Linked DNA regions of Rattus norvegicus: region 2 is linked to region 1. Evidence: chromatin contacts called from public Hi-C data. All regions are on one chromosome and are shown on one strand. Each heading gives the region's core, a stretch centred on a gene start, on an enhancer-like site or on the middle of the called end of the contact. The rest is flanking DNA. Distances are from core to core; before and after follow the strand shown. Region 1 overlaps Prkrip1 (PRKR interacting protein 1). Region 2 holds the start of Alkbh4 (alkB homolog 4, lysine demethylase).

Region 1 (4,314 bases), core at 636-3,135:
AATCTCAGTCAGGGTTCTACTGCTGTGGAGAGACCATGACCAAGTCAACTCTTACAAAGGAAAGCATCTAAATGGAGGCTTGCTTAGTTTCTGGGGCGCAGTCCACGATCACCATGGCAGGGAGCAGGCTGGCACGCAGACAGGGGGTGCTGACAGCAGCTGAGCATCTGCGTCCTGAGCTTCAGGCAGAGAGACAGACGGCCTGGGCCTAGCTCCAGCTTCTCAGCGCGCGCCCAACAACAAATCCTCCTCTTCTGAGATGGACACACTGACTACCCAGAAAGGTCATACCTAACTAACTGATGGCCAAGCATTCAAACACATGAGCCTCTGTGAGCCATTCTCATTCAAATCAGCACAGACGACCGGTCTAAAACAAAATACTCCCCCAAAACATTAGGAAGGAATGGTAATCTTTTTGGAGGAGGGTGTTTTGGCATTGGGGATTTGAGACAAGATCTACTAACAGTCTATACTCTCCTCAAACTCCGGGCAAGTCCCCAGTGCTGGAATCACAGTACCAAACTTGCTCTGATATTTACTTTTTAATTATTTCCTTCCACAACTTTTTAAATATTGATTTCTCTACTGTGCATGTGTGTGTGCCAAAGCACACGTGGAAACCAGGAGTCAGTTCTCTCCTACTCTGTGGGTCCTGGGTACTGAACTTGGTCCTCAGGCTTGGTGGCAAGTCATTTACCCACCGAGTCATCTGTCTCACCAGCCCCACCTTTCAATACTCTCTACTATTTAGTTCACACAGTTTAGTTCACACTTTAAATCCAGGACTCAAAGATTTATTATATATATAATATTTATTTATTTTTGTGTTTGTGTAGGCATGTATGTTATGATACATGTGTAGGGGTCAGAGAGCAAACTGAGGGGGTCCTTTCCTTCTTCCGTGGGGGCCTGAGGATTGAACTTCGGTCCACAGGCTTGTGGGTGAGCACCCTTACCTGCTGAGCCAGTGGGGCCCATTGGGAAACTTTACTCAACCTACAGACATACCAGTTGAGTGCAACTGAAGATGACAGGGTTTTTGTTTTTGCCCAGCTTGAATGGACAAGCAACAAACAAAACAAAATACCCTCTGCCCCAAAGCAGAGCAAAACAAAAGCCCCCTAGTACTGTGGAACTGCTGCAAGGTCACGGGAAACAGCCTGTGGTACAAGCTCGGCAGTGAATTCAACAGTTCTGTGCCAACGAAAACAGGGCACATGCGTGAGAAACTGAAAGCAAAACCCAGCAATCGTTAGCTGTTGTTCTTAGTAAGGGTTACAGGTGACTACCATTCTGCACACCTCTTCAACGTCTTCTAAGATTCGCAAACTGGGAAGACAATGGCTTTGTGATCAGAGGACAAAGAACATGACTTTCCAGTTCACTACACTTAAGCCTGTGGCTCTGAACGTTGGCCTAAAGCACACACTAGGAGCCACCCAGACAGACTGCCTCTAGGGAACATATCTAACTCAAAGGGAATCCTATGTCCTATTGATTAGGGGACATCTGGCAGTGCCAGGAGACACCTTTAACGCAATAGTCAGAGGAGATGGCTGCTTCTGATGTACTAGGCAGCAGCGGCTGAGCCCTCCTGACAAAGAGAACCCGAGCCCAAGGCATAGCCAGCACTGAGTCTGCAGAGCTCTAGTTGTGTCCAGTGACAGAGAGCCTTTAAATCACCCCAGAGTCCCTTGGGAGGCAGCTGTGTTAGCGAAGTGAAACTGTGGTTCAGACACATCACTGGGATGCTCATTGCCAACCAGGTGCTGTCATTCAAACACGTGTTCCACACTGCAGGGTGCTGAGTTACTACAGAGCACAGCTGCCCTTCCTGCCCTGCTCCCAACCCCTTTTTAAGAAGAATCAGAGAGCTTCAGAGGGGTGACTGCCAACCCAGCAGGAGTTCTGTGGTGTGCTGAGGCCACCTTGTGGTACACTCGGGCAGCACTACATTAACTTCTATTCACTTCAACCAGGCAACTAGAAAATCTTACTCTCTCACAAAATAAAAATAAGGACATAATCAGAAAGGTGGGAAGACAGGCAAGTAAGCCACTGCGGAAGATCTGTGGACTCATTTCCACTCTGTTCACCAATAAAGAGTGCACACAACGAGGCATTTCTTGATATGCACAGGTGGTCCATGCTTGGTGCCAATGACGCCATTTATTCAATGCAGTTCAGAGGATAACCTTAAACTTCTCACCCTCTTGCTTCCTGAGTGCTGAGACCAGAGATACCCATGACCAGGGACCAGTTTTTATGCAGTGCTGGGGATGGAAGCCAGGCTCCTTGTACGTTAGGTAAGCACTCTACAACTGAGCTACATCCCCAGGCCAAACATTTGAAGCAAGGGTTTTTTCCCCCAAGACAGGGTTTCTCTATGTAGCCCCGGCTATCCTGGAACTTGCTCTGTAGAGCAGGCTGGCCTGAACTTAGACCTGCCTGCCTCTGCCTCCCCAGTGCTGGGATTAATGGGGTGCTCAGACAGCTGGAACACAAGTGGGGTTCCCCTCTTCGGCTTCTATTTTAACAGGGTCTCACAGTAGTCCATGCTGGCCTTGAGGCATACCTAGCCTCCAACCTGTTTCAAGCAGCCCTGATGCAGTGCAGAGGCCGAAGGAGTATAAAAGGTGGAAGGCACGAACCAACTCCTGAACGCTGTGCCCTGACTTTCATGTGTGAGTGAAAACACCCATACCAGAATGAACAGACAACGAAGGAGTCCTGTGCTGCATGTTCAACGCCCACTGGGGTCAGAGCAACAACAATGAACCTCTTATGTTCCTGCCACTGCACAGCTCTGCCAGAAGGACAGACGTTAGTATGCATGCTCCGTGACATAGGTGCAGCTGTAACCCTGAGGTGTGCCTCATCCTCGTCACTGCACTCAAAAGAACTAACCTAGATTGGTCACCAGGTGGCACTCGAGTCATACCTGGAGAGCGCGACAAATACTCTGGGTGACTTGGAGGCAGAACCACAACACACAGGAAGGCCAGAACCTGTTCACTGAACACAGCCAAGTTAATGACCCACTAGAAATAGAAACAAGACCATAGCCTCGAGAGATGTCATTCAGAAAACCTAGTGTGCAGGATACACTGAAAAATAACCCGGCTTCTGAAGACCCAGAAAGCTCAACTGAACAAGGCAAGGCCTGGGGAGAGGAGGGCCCAAGGCTGACACACCAGGGGCCAAGGCCGAGACACACAAGGCAAGGGAACTAAGCAGCTGTGATTGGTGGTTTTTTCATGACATACGTCAGGGTCACCTGTGAAGACGCCTCCATCAGACTTGCCTGTGGGATCTGGAAGGGCAGACCTTACTTGGGTGGCAGTCTTTCTACACAGTCCTGGGTGTAAGAAAGCAAGCCAAGCGAGCATGGAAAGCAAGTCAGCAAGAAGCCGCCTCTGGGACCTCCACATTGGTTCCCTGCTTGAGCTCCAACTCTGGGCCCTTCATGCTAGTGTACAACTGTGGGCTGAAAAACCCAAGTTGTTTGGGCATGCTGTTTTATCACCGTTACAGAAAGCAAAGGGAGACAGCATCTATCTGGCTTAAAAATTTTAAGACTGTAAGAGTAGCCAAGTCTTGAAATGAAAGTAGTCAGGCATGGTGAGGCTGCTATAATCTGAGCACACAGACGGATCTCTGTGAGCGCCAAGCCAGCCTGCGGTAGAATGATTCCAGGAAAGCCAGGGAGGGCTACACAGACAGACCCCGTCTCAAAAGTAACATAACAGAAACAAAAAATATTTTTAAAATGGATGGGAAGGTAGAAACTGCAGCAAAGAAATGGGAAGCAGATATTAGAATCTAATGGGAGCTTTGAAGTTCCCTGTAAATCATGTCACTGAGACAAAATTCACAAGGGAGGAGCCGCCACAAATGGAAACATCATGGGGGAAGAGATAGTCTGTGGTTAGACAATTAGGAACTGCAAATGAACAGAAACAATTTTTTTCCACCCAATTTGCCAAAATATATGCAAGAGTGAAGAAACGTCTCCGGAGAGACACTCCTACGTCCTGTCTAAGGTGGAGAGACACTGAGTGGGCTGTGAGAGCGGCCTGTGTTCGGGAGTCCATAGAGCAGCAGCATGAAGTCTACGAAGGGCACGGAGCTAGAAATACACAAGCGTGCAGGTCTGTAATCACACACTTGGAAGGTAGGGGTAGGAGGGTCAGGAGTGCAAGGCCAGCCTGGGCTACCTGAGACTACATCAAGCAAAACAAAACAACAAATAATAAAACACAAATAAAATCACAATAGATAGGGCTGGTAAGATGGCTCAGTGGGTGAAGG
Region 2 (4,314 bases), core at 635-3,134, 47 kb before region 1:
ACATGAGACCCTGTCTCGAAACCAAATAAAAGAAAGAGTGAAGTCTGTGTCTGCCTCACAGAATCCTGGTCCTAAGCATCCTGCTGATAGAACCCTCCCTCCTCTCACCGTCAGGAAAGGGTTGCCTTCCAGACTGAGCTCCTCAAGTTCCGGGAACTGGTGCAAGGTGGTGACGTCCCCTAGCTGGTTGTTGGTACAGCGAAGGATTCGCAGATGGGACAGGCCTAGGTTAGCAGGCAATGTTTCCAGCAAGTTGTTAGAGAGGTCAAGTTCCTTCAGCTTCTTCAGGCGTCCCAGGAGATTGGGATCCAAGTGTTCTGAGAGCAGCTCCAGCCCTGACAGACTGGGATGAGAGCAGAGATCGAGAGAGCTCAGGGGGAGGGCCAGACCCTCCCACTGATCATCACCCCTTCTGTCCCAGAGGAATTTCCACCAAGAAAGTTCTTGTGCAAGTATGGGCTTATTTATTTATTTTTTTCAGACTTGGCTATCCTGAACTATGTAGACTAGGCTGGCCTCAAAACGTTCATTGTGTAGTCCAGGAAAGCCTTGAACTTAGTCTCCTGCCTCTACCCACGTGCTAGAAGGACAGGCATGTGCCACCCCTTGGGAGCCGTTCAGGCGTTGGTAGGGATGGAACCCTTTGGACACTCAGGCTTTGTGCATGTCTAGTAAGCAATGTACCACTGAACTGTGCTAACAATTCTAGCCTTCTCGCTTTCTAAATTACGTTTCTATTTACTATAGAGTGTCTGTGTCTCTCTCTCTCTCTCTCTCTCTGTGTGTGTGTGTGTGTGTGTGTGTGTGTGTGTGTGTGTGTGTGTGAATGGGCACAGTCTAAAGTGTGAGTAAGTAGGTCAGGTTTCCAGTGGGGTTCTCTCTTTCCACTGTCTGGGTCCAAGGGACTGAACTCAGGCTTGGTGACAGGCACCTTTACTTGCTGGATCATTTCTGTGGCCCGCCTTCCCTCCCTTAAAGAATCCTTTATTGCTGGGCATGGTGGTACAAGCCTTTAATCCCAGCACTTAAGAGGCAGAGGCAGGGGAATCGCTGTGAGTTCGAGGCCAGCCTGGTCTTCAAAGCCAGTTTCAGGACAACCAGGGCTTTTACACAGACAAATCCTGTCTCGAAATTTTAAAAAGAAGAGTTTTTTTTTTTTTTTCCTTTTGAGACAGGGTCTCATACCACAGCCCAGGCTAGCTGCCAACGCATGACGTTAGTCTTGCGCCCGGCCGTCGAATACCAGATCACATAACGACTTTAGAACCCGAGGTTTCCAAGTTCCTTGATTGCTTTTACTCGGTCCTGCTGGCCCCTTCCGAGCAGGATTCTTCAACAGCTCAACAATCTTTCCACTCTACGCAAGGCTAAAGGCGTTCGCTCCAGGTTCACTGGACGCCGGGATGTGGCTGCTAATCTCCCGCATCTCCGTTAGGCGCGAGATAGAGATTCGACTAGGGCCCGAACCCCAGATAACAGAATAACCGGGACAGAAGGAGGGGAGAGAGGAGTCTGAGTCTTGCATTCCGCCCACTAAACCACCGGGGCGGGAAAGAACTCCACGCCTCCGATCCGCTTCAACCCCGTCTGCTCTTACTTCAGACTCTGAATCTTCCCCAGCCTGTCGGTCTTGGGTCGCCCACGTTGCAGGAGCAGCTGCGGCGTGAGAGGAGCCATGGGTGGTCGAGGGCTCAACCGAACCCACGCCTCCACGAAGTCTGGTCACTAAGGCCGGATGCTGGGGAGCCCAGGAGGTGGCGCACAACAAACCCTTTGAGAGTCCAGGGGACCGGAAGGAAGCAGAACGCCAGCCGTACTCCCTAACCCCTGCTTCTGCGTGCGAGGACTACAACTCCCAGAGGCCCCGGTGCCTTGCGCCTGCGCCCTAGCTGCTCCGAGGGTGCAATGGCGGCTGTAGCGGCTGAAGTTTCTCATTTGCAGGAGTGCGGCTGTAAAGGTATCCGGACCTGTCTCATCTGCGAGAGACGACTCCAGAGGGACCCGCCCTGGCAGATCTCCCTTCAGGTACGAACTGGGAAAAGTCATACCCAGGAAATCTATTCATCTTAATGGGAAACTGAGGCCAAGGGATCAAAACCTCGCGGTAAAGGAGTTGGTTGAAGCGCTTATTATGTTCAATATTCACAAAACCCAAAAGGTGGAGGCTTCCCAAGTGTCATCAACTGATGGAGGGAAGGGCGGGGAAATGCTGATGCACGACGAGATCCCTGCATTTGAAAGGCCGAGAGGCAGGAAAGTCAGAAGTTGAAGCCAACCTCAGCCACACAGCAGGTTTAAGAGTTGCCTTGGAAGTAGGGAAGCAGCCGTAACACATCACCTCTATGACTTTGCTGGGGGGCAGTAGCAAATAACTTGGAGTTAATACCTGGAAGTCTTTGTGCTTCGGGAGCACAAAGGAGTCCGCATGGAAATGGTAGGGATTGGCTGTTTGTATTGGAAATTCTGATGAAAGCCAGAGAAGAAAGACAGGCAGGGAGTGAGCGACTTAAGACAGCACAGACTTTGGTTTGGGGGAAATTTTTTTTCGGGGGAAAACAAACCTATAAGAATCAGCTTTACAGCCGGCTAGTGGTGATGCATCCAGAGGCAGGCGGATCTCTGTGAGTTCCAGGCCTGCCTGATCTACATAGGGAGTTCCAGGAAAGCCGGTCTTGAAAAACAAAAACAAATCTGTCTTACAAGGTAGTAATAGGGTCAGGAGATGGGTAGGCCGGGAAGGATGTTAAAATGTTTTCCTTTTAGCCCTCTGTTGACCTTGGCTAACACCTTCCACGGAAATGGGCAATGAATGAATAAAAAGTAACCATTTGAATGGCTCTGGCAGCCCTGTAGCAAGTTGCTGGGGTGCATAGCCAGGGGAATGCTTGAGTAGAGGCCTGGGATAGGGGCTGTGCGTGACTGAGAGGTGACACTTAAGAGATCAAAGGGGCCTGAGCACAGAAGGCCTGGTGCATTTGCTGCACAGGTATTAGAAGGACGCATGGTGGGGTTGGGGATTTAGCTCAGTGGTAGAGCACTTGCTAGGCCCTGGGTTCGGTCCCCAGCTCTGGAAGAAAAAAAAAGAAAGAAGGACACATGGTGGGGGAAGCTGGGAAGCCAGTGGGGCGTCTCTCTGTTGGCACTAAAATGCCCAACATCTTGTGGAAAATGATGTGAGGTGCCTCACCAGTAGACTGGGCACATGATCCGGTATGTTCCTGGGTCTATATGCAAAAGAAAGTTTTTTGTTGTAGTTGTTTTCTTTAGTTGGAGGCCCAAGAACCGCCCCCTACCCATATGCTAAGATTGCAAACATGTCACCACGTCTGGATCGTAGCAGCATTCAGAGTGACCAAACACCCAAGTGTTTATTATATCAGCTGGTGAACTGGCCTGTGGGAGTGCAAAGATAGCCATGCCGCAAATGTAAAACCAGACTACGCTGAATAAAAGCTTGTCTCAAAAGAACAAAGGAAAAACAGAGGCAAATGGTAAACTAATAAATGAATAAAAAAATCCTGGCTATCCATACAGTAGATACAACCTTAGAAAGGAAGGAAATTCTGGTGCGAGTTCCCATGGATTCACCTTGGAGACCTGATGTTGAAGGAAAGAAGCCAATCACTGGCTGAAGGCATGGTCTGGAGGTAGAGCCCCTGCCTAGCATCGCCCAGTGTGGGGCTCTAGAGATGGATCCACAGTTTTGTTTTGTTTTGTTTTGTTTTGTTTCCGGAGCTGGGGACCGAACCCAGAGCCTTGTGTTTGCTAGGCAAGCGCTCTACCACTGAGCTAAATCCCCAACCCCACAGTTACAAACTCTGTTGCAGGAGACCTAAGTCTGGCTCCCATCACCCAAGTCAGGTGCATTACATCTGCCAGTCCCAGAGAGAACTGGCGCCCTCTTCTGGTCTCACAGAGCACCTGCACTCATGTGCTTTGCTGCACACAGATACAAACATAAAGATGTAATTTTAAAAAAATAAAAGAGGGGTTGGGGATTTAGCTCAGTGGTAGAGCGCTTGCCTAGCAAGCACAAGGCCCTGGGTTCGGTCCCCAGCTCCGAAAAAAAGAAAAGAAAAAAAAAATAAAAGAACTTGAAGAATGCCCTAGTGAGGGGCTCGGGATGGGCCTTGGTGGAACATGCTAGGCCCTGGGTTCCAGGGATCTCATATAAACCCAAGCTGACCTTAAGCTCACTCTATAGTGAAAGATGACCGTGAACTCTTGGTCATCCTGCCTCTACAGGATTACACCAGGATTACAGATCTCTACCACATGAAACATGTTTTCTGCAGTGCTGGGGATGGAACCCAT

Evidence for each region. A called contact is a pair of places that touch in the nucleus more often than the background predicts.
Region 2: a contact with region 1 is called in a Hi-C map of Schwann cells, with 8 times the contacts expected there. The contact joins the promoter of Alkbh4 here to the enhancer-like site in region 1. A contact is called at or near these places in 7 of 12 Hi-C or Micro-C datasets (the A7r5 cell line, Schwann cells, frontal cortex and 4 more).

Annotation. Positions count from the first base shown.
Region 1 is chr12:26,117,237-26,121,550 of GRCr8, reverse strand. The region is part of intron 5 of Prkrip1 (PRKR interacting protein 1); the gene reads right to left. Among named protein-coding and RNA genes, the nearest start is that of Prkrip1, 12 kb to the right of the region's middle. Within about 2 kb of position 1,885, at least 6 of the 93 cell types and tissues checked have an H3K27ac peak or open chromatin away from gene starts, as enhancers often do.
Region 2 is chr12:26,164,130-26,168,443 of GRCr8, reverse strand. Alkbh4 (alkB homolog 4, lysine demethylase) reads left to right here and starts at 1,884. Exons shown (of 3, transcript NM_001105920.1): 1 at 1,884-2,025. The coding sequence starts at 1,906. It overlaps Lrwd1 (leucine-rich repeats and WD repeat domain containing 1), which reads right to left and starts at 1,796. Exons shown (of 15, transcript NM_001013981.2): 1 at 1,598-1,796; 2 at 109-343. The coding sequence starts at 1,677.